Regions from separate parts of the Oryctolagus cuniculus genome. Here region 2 is linked to region 1. The links are chromatin contacts, called in public Micro-C maps. All regions are on one chromosome and are shown on one strand. The core of a region is the stretch at or near the end of the contact, and the rest is flanking DNA. Distances in the headings are between cores, read along the strand shown. Region 1 has its middle 73 kb from the start of ATF7IP. Region 2 holds the start of ATF7IP (activating transcription factor 7 interacting protein).

Region 1 (4,899 bases), core at 261-2,760:
GCGCACCTCTGCCTTCCTCATCTCTAAAATGGGGACAGTAGTGCCTCGGCGACTCCGAGAGCGAACACTCGGCGCTGCGGCGGGCGGGGAGCCCTCCCTGGGGCCCTCCTGCTGGCTGTCGCGCGCGCAGCCCCGAGTCCTCGTGTGCCCCGACTACACAAACCAAGACACACACACACCCACACACCCACTGTAGCAGGCCAGGTCCACACACACACACAAAACCCTGTAGCGGGCCAGGTCCACACACACACACACAAAACCCTGTAGAGGGCCAGGTCCACACACACACACACACACACACACACACACACCCTGTAGCGGGCCAGGTCCGATCCACTGGAAACACGAGTGAAAAAACCATAGCGGTGCTTCCTAAGTTGTTTGTGTGATAAAGCACCCAGCAAAACTCGCCAACTACGAGTGTGCCTATACTATCGCGCGTAAGGAATGCAAAGTAGAACGAGTTCCAGGTCTCCATCCGCGTATCTGATTAAAGTAATAGACCCAGATAATGGCGTTCTGAGGCCCTTCTCCCCCTCCCCCATCCCCGGGGGGTGTGTTCCGACACCTACAGACCCGCCGGTTAGAGCACACGGAGCCCTGGGGCTGTATGCCTCTTCTTCCATTCCCTAATGAAGCCCCCACCCCCGCCAGAGGCCGCCTTCCCAATTAGCGAAGCCCCGGGGTGCGGGGCTCTCCTGCGGCGCCTCTGCAGACTCCAAACATCCCTGGGGAGGGGGAACTCCCACCCCACCCCTGGGCAGACCTGTCTGGAAGCCCTCGGGAGTGCGTTTGGTGGGGGGAGAGAGGGAGGGATGCAACTGGTCCGGGGAGGCCCTGAGCCACACTTGGCCGCAGGATGTGCGCAGCCTGGACGGCTGCAGACCACCGGCTGCCAGGCCGTCCCTGGAGGAGACATTTCGGCGCGGGACTGGCCGGACGTCCCGGGGGCGAGGGGACAGCAGGCCCGTCCCTTCAGCGTCCCCCACCCTGCAGCGGCTCTCGGTGGGAAGGCGTGTGCGGCTTGGCCTGGGTTTCTGGCCACACACACACACACTCGAAAGCAGGGAGTCGACAGCAGGGAGGTCACGTCGTGTCGGGCAAGGCCGGGGGCGGGGGGCCGCTGAGGAGACACACGCGTGCGGGCCGCGGGGAGGGCCCTCCCACCACACCTAGGTGACGTGCGAGGCGGTGTGAACTGCAGGGTGTGAAGCGCCGGCCGCTCGCGCACGGCCTCTCCCCCACGCACACAGCTGCAGCCGCCCGGGACACCCGGCCCTCCCCTCCCCCACGGCCGCAGCCCGCCGCTCGGAAAGCCGACACCCTGAGGCCCCGTCTCCCTCGGCCGCCGCGGCCAGGAGCGGCGCGACGGAAGACGCGGGCTGGATGCCGCCCCGGCGCCGCGCGCTGCGAGCGCGGCTGCCGTCGCCGGCCGCGGGCCCGGCTCCAGGCCTGATATTCCATCTGACTTTGCCACGGCAGGAAACAGCTTTAGGCTCCAGCGAGTGCAGGCCAAATCCAGGTCTCTTCGGGAAGTCCATGCTGGGTTTTCTGTGTCACCCTGGTGAAGTCTCCGCCGAGGCTGTTGTTCTCAATCCAGCTCAGAAACTGGCTCAAACCGCCCTGAACTGGATTGGAAGGCTGTTGAGACAGCTTCTGCCTCTTTGTTAGGGCGGATCCGGCCTCCTGCCTGCCCTCCCGCCTGTTTTCCCAGAGTCACCACCAGCAGTTCCCCTCCCCCTGCCTCTCCAGTTTGGCAATTTTTTTTTTTTTTTACCCTTTCCTGGGCCAAGACCCCATGAAATAGATGAAATTAAAGTGGGTTTAGATTGTAAACCTTCTGCTTTTATTTCATGAGCTGTTTTGTTTTTCTCAAAAGTCGTTGTCTAACCAATTGATGTGGTGCCCTTAAAATCTTGGCTGCCCTTCCAACCCAGAAGTAATGTTAATTTTCACTCTGGATGGAAATACCTCTGAAATTTCCCTTCGAAGGCTGGAAGGTCGTGGTGCAGTTCGTAGTTCACTCCCGTTTTGTCAGTCTATTTGAGCTTACTAATGAATTTCTTTGTTGAGAAATGACAGACATGCTAGGTATAGAATCTTTAAACAGTCGCCCATAGTGACTTTGTGTGTTGCGACTGCGTAATTCCTAGAGGAGGAACCAAAGACTGGAGATGTTTTTGGTTTTGGAACATGTCATTTTAACCCTGGTTCAGATGCTGGTCGGGGCAGGCCTGGGAGACAGAACTGGGAATGTGACGGATTCAGGAGAGTAGCAGAGGTCTGTGAGCGTGTAAGTCTTCCAGATAGGAAACTTAAACATTTCTGAGGTTTCGGCTCTTGCTAGAGTGGACAGTTGCCTCACTGTGACTGTACTACATGCTACTGCATTGCACACTGGAAAGTGGTTAATTTTGTTCCGTGACTTTTACCTCCAAAAGAAAATGTAAGCATTTTCGACAAGAATTTCTCATTTTCTTTTGTGTGTTTTTGAATATTCAGAGAGCAGAGAAGCAGCCATCATCTGGGTGTGGCTCCATGAGTGGGTGTGTGTGTGTGTGCTTGCCGACTCCCCGGTCTCCCCCTGCTGGCCGCAGGCGGCAAGGTGGCAGGAAGTGGAGGGCCTTTGTGCCCTGAACTGGCTGCGCAGGTACTTGGACCATGCTATTTTGTTAAGAATCGTTCTCCATGCCTTGGTTCGTGTGCGTTTGTTTGTCTTACTCATATGCCCAGGACTGAAAAGAAACCACAGGTGTTTCACATCTGTGGTGCTACATGGGATTAATTGTAAATTAATGATTTAAAATGCATCCTTAAATCTCAACACATAAACAAAAACGTCATTTTTCCTAGGTTAAAAGCTAGAGTTAAATTGCTCATTTAAGTGTTTAGCTTCAGTAAAGCATAAAGCCCTGGAAAGAAGCCAATTACAACAGTAGATCTGGAAAAGCTATTTTTGTATGCAAGAGGGGAGGGGTTGGCTTTATCTAGTGAGTCAGGGCTCTGATAAAGATGCGAGTACAGGGTTGGGCCAAGGTAAACTTCAAAATGTATGTGAGAAAAGTGATTCCATCAATCGAGTTTGTTTTTATGAGATATAAGAATCAAAGTAAATATTGGGGGATGGCACATAGTATATGCCGTGCTCAACTAGGGATTTGCAAAATGCTGAATGTCAAAGGGAACTCAGGAAGGGTAGAGGTCAGTTAACTGAGACTGGCCTGCTGATTGATCAGCTCTTGCTTTAGGGTTTTCACCACTTCTGTTTCAAGTGTTGGGGGGGAGCTCCCCTCCCCTCATTTCACCTTCTGGCAGGTCAGGCTCCATCCACCAAGCCCTGCCTTATGCCACCTCCTCAAAAACCTTCCTGAATGCTGGTGTAAGGCAGATTCCTGCTACCGTGCTGTCTTACATGGCATCCCTCCCCCTTACAGAACTACCATAATCTAAAGTTATATATATTTGTTTTCTTGTATATTCTGCCTCCTCCCACAAGCTTTCTAACCCTCCCACCTCCCAAGGCCATGTCTGTCTGATCAAAACTGTATAACCAGCTCTTGGCATAGTACCTGGCAAACGTTAGCGAGGAATAAATATTTGTTGAGCAGATGAGTTAAATTCAAATACCATTTCTCTGGCCGCAGTCCACTACCTTCTGGATTCTCCTTTTAAACCAGGGAGCTTTTTGAAGACTCAGCCTGTTTTTTTTTTTTTTTTTTTCTCCCGTTTGTGAACTTTTAGTGACTACTGATTTATTTCAGGGTTCCTTTTCCATCAAGTGAGGTACTGAGCGGACTGGAATATTCACATTTCTCAAATTTTACCCTCTTAAAAAAAATGGTACACCAGTTCTGGAATTCTTGTAGTCAGTTTTTTCTCATCTTCAGTACTTGAGTGTGCCCTGAGATTCCCAGCCCTCTGGTTTTGATTTCTGAATAGAGATGTCCAAGTTGGGGTCTCCCTCCCACCCTTTATCCAGACTTCCGCTATCACAGGGAGCAAGAGCCTTACCAATTCCTCCTTCCAAAATGTCCCCGCTTCCTGACCAGAGACAGACTCATCCCTGTAGAGATTTAAGTGCCCCAGAATTTCACATAGGCAGTTTGCATCTTTGAAAACCTTCAGAGGAGATGTCAGTCAATCACCGGACTTCAGCCCAAACGAGTAATCCCTTTTGGCGGGGAGAGAAGAGTAATCCCCTTGGGGTACTTCTTTACCTTGGCAAATGAGCTGCTCTTCCAGTGCTCCCACTTCCGAGTTGTGGCTTATTCTGAATTCATGGCATGGTTTTGATTGATTGATGGCTGTATAACTGGCAGAATTCCTTTGACTGCCTACAAAATGCTGTAATTCTCACTTTTAAGTAGCAGAAGGTGATAGTTAAGAGACTGAATTTGGAGATCGGGAAAGTTAGAAGATCTGAAACCTTATTTTTCTCATCTATTTTGTTTTTCCATCTGTAAAAAGGGCATGACTGCTTTACAAAGTTGTAGTATTCATTGTACTAGCTTAGAGTAATTACTTTGTGCCAGTTACTGATCTTTCTCTCTCTGTGTATTTGTGTATAAATGTGTATATCGTATATGTAAACTCATTCAGTCCTCACAGCCACGTTTAGGGAAGTACCATTTTTCTCATTTTACTGCTGGAGACAGGAAGACAGAGAGGTTAGGTAACTTGCCCAAGGTCACACAGCTTGTAAATAGCAGATCATAGACACAATCTTAGGCTGTTTAAATATGTACCTTTAAAACTCTAGTGTCATTTATGTGGCACAAGATGAATGTTATTAAATTTTAGACAGAGTGACAAGATAGATAAGAGAACTTCCAACCACTGATTCACTCCCCAGCAGCCAGGGGCCAGGAACTCCACCTGTGTCTTCCCCGTGGCTGG
Region 2 (4,989 bases), core at 2,047-4,546, 72 kb before region 1:
ACTCATGGACAAGGATGTTCACTACAGTATTATTTATAATAGACAAATAAGCAAAAAAGTTCAATAAATAAAATTCAGTAAGTCACAATACATTCTTATGTAGCCATTTAAAAATGCATTTGAGGAACCAGTGCTGTGGAACAGAGTAAGCCGCTGTCCGCAGTGCTGGCATCCCATATGGTCACCAGTTCGAGTCCCAGATATTCCACTTCTGATCCAGCTCCCTGCTAATGCACCTGGGAAAGCAGTGGAGGATGGCCAAGGTCCTCGGGCCTCCTGCACCCGTGTGGGAGACCTGGAAGAAGCTCCAGATTCCTGGCTTCAGTCTGGCTCAGCCCCGGCTGTTGCGTCCATTTGGGGGAGTGAACCAATAGATGGAAGATCTCTCTCTCTCTTCTTGCTCTCTCTCTGTAACTCTTGATTCTCAAATAAATAATCTTTAAAAAAACTGTTTGAAAAGATTATTTGATAATTTTGGATATTTTTACAATATAGTATAATGTAATCACTAAAAAACCATAATATGGGGAATTATAAATAGAGAAATATTGATAATATACAATATTAAGTTTAAAATGCTGGCATGAAATTACAATTCCAATGATAATTGATAACTAAGTCCATAAACACTTACAGATTGATCAACCATGGAAAAATCATCCAAAACATTTAGTACATGTATTTCTAAATGTTGCTAATTATTTGTCAACATTTTCCAGATGATCTTTGATAAGTTAAAAATACTGAAATATATTTATCACACAAATCATAAAGAAAAAATACAACGTTTACAGCTTCATCATTAAAATTTGTTTTTTGCTAACTAACTTTCATGCTTAAAATTTAAAAAGCTTAGTATTCATTTCTGGAGTAACCTAGTTTTAATATTTATTTATGCTGCATATGTGTCGAAATTTTGTGGTATAACTACCATACTAAAATTTCAAAATATGCTTGCTCTTTACAGAGTCCTAAAGAGTTGATGTTCAGAAAAATCATTAACCTTAGTTAAATTTATAGAATTACATGTGCATGTGCCTTTTAACAAACATGACAACAAATCTTTCCCACCAATAATATTTACAATGCACATTATGAGCTTTAATGTTTCCATGTATCCCTTATGACCTTCAATATTGACCTATATATTAAACAAAAACATAAGTCTAAATATAGAAACCAAAGTTTCACTTTTCTGAAAGTAGAAAGGGTATCTACACCTTAAGGACAAAGTTCTTTTCTTAACCTACATATGTTATGTGACAATAAACAAACATCATATACGTGCACAGACATAGAAGATACAGCATAGTTTCAATTTTAAGTCACCTGAAATTGCAAAGGGGGCGGGGAAGGAGGAGAAGAGTACTGGGTAGCTACCCCAGAAGTCTACAAGGGACAAGATTACACACATTTCTGCATAGATCTCAAAGGGCCAGGAATTACCTCAGAACAAACTAAAATTCTGTTGAGGAAAAAAATAATTTTTCCTATCACTCCATTCTATCTCATGTGACGTCATTTAAAAATCCACCAACCAAAGTGTTCTTTTCAGTTCCATCTAGTTACCACTTTAACGGTATCTGTTTTAGGTAATAAAAATGTCCCCAAACTAGCCAAGATTATAAAGCAATAGCCTTTTCTTCATTTGACAATAGACGGACTCAAACTTAAGAGTTAAATAACCAATCAAGAAACCAACTCTTATATAAAAGAACCATAAAGTTTATGACACCAGTTACAAGTTTTTAGCCTAGTAAGAAATAATCTGCACAATGGTAGAATCATATCAAACCTTACATAACATCTCCCAGATGTGTTATGTAAGATTTAAATATAGTGACACTGTCATTTTTAACTAATCAGTAGCATACTTAAAATTACCTTAAGAAACTAAAACCTTCAGCACACTTCACATTTCTAAAAATCACAATTTTATGCTCTACACATGTATGAGTATAATGTTAAAAAAATTAACAGCATTACTATTGATGGCTCACTTTATTTCCTCATTAAAGGCCTCAGTCAGCATAACTGGGAGTTCTCTGCAGAATTCTTCATCAGAAAAAGTTACAAAGTGTTATTTCTCACATATCGCAAACAAAAATTCTAAGAAAATGTGTTGATTTAAAGAATAATAATAACTAAAGCAGTAATGAACAAATGATCAAAGGGACCGAAACATGTAAAACTCACATGCTCAGCAGCATATCAATTGATTAAAAATACTAACTTCAAAATTTTTTTCAAAAAATAACCAAAAAGATTGAGATTTCACTTTAAACTACATAGTATATTCTTCCCCTCCCCCTCCCCTACATATGACCAGAACTAACAGTTTCTATTTTGTAAACATTCCCCACACTCATAATAGAACTGGTAAAAACCGGGTTGAAAATATATTTGCAAATTTGCATTTCAAAGAAATGCACTTCCCCTCCGAACTCCATAAAGTGCTCCTCTTCCTCTCCCTGAACAGAAACCTGAATCCAGCCAGACCCTAAAAGTACAGCCATAATCGAGAACCACAAGTGACAGCTATTTTTATAGAAAATTAACTCCCCAGCTTCTCAAAGAATCGGAGAAACAGAGAAGTCTGAGGTGGGTACCGAAGCACATCATCAGAGGAACGTTTTTTCTAGAAAGATGTGGGAATTTGAGACGAACAAAACGTAACCCCTCAAGAGTGAGGAAAATTAAATCTAGAACCCAAATGGCGCCCAACAAGAACATTAGATCTCGAAAATGAATATTGCGCTTGCGCAGCCACCGCCCCGGCAGCTGCACAACTGCAGCTAGAGCCCGACCCCGCCAGATCACGTGCTCCCATGCAGCGCCGCCCGCAGCTCCGCAGCCGCGCAGGCGCACACGCAACGCCCGCAGCCGCCATACTGCGGTCTTGGCTCTTCCGAAATACAATAGTAATTTCAGAAAATGTGGTTAGAACAGCCCCTGGGAATCACCTATACCTTTCGGGGCAGGAGCTGAGGGAGGGGGAACCAAGTTCCTTCCTACAGACCCGTCCCGCGCAGCCGTCCCCAACGCTGCCGCCTGTCTCGCGCGCTCCAGTCGCCGCGCTGCCGCCGCCACTGCCGCCGCCACTGCCGCCGCCTCCGCAGATTCAAAAACAAACCCGCTTCTCCCTTGCACGCGCCGGGGCCGTTATGCAAATTATTGTAGGCGGGGCTCCGTGATCCTACTAAGAACCACGCCCACTGTGCTTTCCGCCAATAAGCGCACGGACTCTCCATTTCCCCATGCAAATATCCTGGTTTTTTATTTGAATGAAGGACTTTGGCCCCGCCTCCTGCCGCGGAAAAGGGAACGAAGTCTGAGGTGGTGGCGCTGCGCCGTTCTGTTGCGCTGCGAGGTGAGCGCCTCTGAGTAGCGCTTCCTCAATCCGTGAGTAGCACTTTGCGAGCGCCCCCTATGAGCCTCGGCAAAGAAGGGAGGAAGTTTGCTCAGGGAGCCAAAGAACTGAGCGCAGCAGCTTCAAAAAGGCTGCGATGTGCTGATTTAGTCGTCGTTTGTTTTTGAAGTTGACAGAAGGTACTGGAAGTGTGTTAGTCCTCAGCGAAGGGAGAGAGCACGCTTCCGTTGCTCTGTGACGGCGGAAGCACTTACACTGCCACCCCGGAAGTTTATCCATCCCGCACAATTTGGTGTTGGGAGTCAGCCCCTAAAAGACGATCCCCGGGAGGACGTGGAGGCCACCCCATTGCTTCTACAGTTCGCTCCCTGGAATGAGTGTGTTACTCAGTTTTTGATAACTGTAGTTCACTTCGATTGAGAAGGCTAAGGGATAGAGTAAATATCTTTATGTCTTGCAAAGCAAGAAAAGCCTGAAAAATACTAGCTCGAAAGGTTGATTATTGTTTCAAGTCCTGGCTGCTCCACTTCTGATCCAGCTCTCTGCTATGGCCTGGGAAAGCAATAGAATTTGGCCCAAGTCCTTGGGCCCCTGCACCCATGTGGGAGACCCAGAAGAAGCTCCTGGTTCCTAGCTTCGGAATGGCGCAGCTCCAGCTGTTGTGGCCATCTGGGGAGTGAACCAGCAGATGGAAGACCTCTCTCTTTCTCTCTCTCTCTGCCTCTCCTTCTGTCTGTGTGTAACTCTGACTTTAAAGTAAATAAATAAATCTTTTTTAAAAAGTCAGTATTTCTCTAAAAAAAAAAAAGGCTTCAGGGTAGTAAAAATACTTGTAGTAGTAGAGGAGTAGTAGTAGTAGTAGTAGTAGTAGTACTGATACAGCTCAACTTGAACAGTTTCTATCTACACTTCTCTTTCAAAAGAAAGAAGATGAATCAACCACAACCTGATAGTTTTTATTATCCTCCAATTTGCAGAGAAGCTTACCAAGGTGTTAAACAGATAAACCTGGAATAATCCAGCAAAAACAACTCTTAAGAATAGGATATGTGGGGAACGGTGCTGTGGCTCACTTGGTTAATCCTCTGCCTGCCAGCTGGGTTCCAGTCCAGCTCTGTGTTGTGGCCTGGGAGGGCAGTGGAGGATGGCCCAAGTGCTTGGGCCCCTGCACCCACATGGGAGACCAGGAAGAAGCACGTGGCTCCTGCCTTCAGATCAGCGCAGCTCCGGCCGTAGCGGCTATTTGGGGAGTGAACCAATGGAAGGAAGACCTTTCTCTCTGTATCTCTCTCTCTCTCACTGTTTATAACTCTACCTGTCAAATAAATTTAAAAAAAAAAAAAAGGACATGTGGTAGTGGTAGTCAAAATTCTAAAATGATGCCCATGATTCTCCTAGTGTTCATACTATGCCTGTGAATGTGGCAAGAATCTGTGATTTGCTGTAGCCAAAAGAACATAGCAAAGGTGGATGAACTTTGCAGATATAAGATCCCAAATTAGGGGCCAGCAGTGCGAGCAACCCATGTGGGAACCGATTCAAGTCCCAGCTGCACCAGTTCCAATCCAGCTCCCTGCTAATATACCTGGGAAAGCAGTGGAAGATGGCCCAAGTCTTTG

Evidence for each region. A called contact is a pair of places that touch in the nucleus more often than the background predicts.
Region 2: a Micro-C map of ear pinna shows a contact between it and region 1, with 5 times the contacts expected there. The contact joins the promoter of ATF7IP here to the enhancer-like site in region 1. A contact is called at or near these places in 4 of 6 Hi-C or Micro-C datasets (ear pinna, psoas muscle, skin fibroblasts and 1 more).

What each region holds. Positions count from the first base shown.
Region 1 is chr9:112,111,097-112,115,995 of mOryCun1.1, reverse strand. No RefSeq gene overlaps it. Among named protein-coding and RNA genes, the nearest start is that of ATF7IP, 73 kb to the left of the region's middle. Within about 2 kb of position 1,510, at least 8 of the 8 cell types and tissues checked have an H3K27ac peak or open chromatin away from gene starts, as enhancers often do. A contact at or near this core is called in ear pinna, where this site is marked.
Region 2 is chr9:112,185,229-112,190,217 of mOryCun1.1, reverse strand. ATF7IP (activating transcription factor 7 interacting protein) reads right to left here and starts at 3,296. Exons shown (of 15, transcript XM_070049418.1): 1 at 3,020-3,296.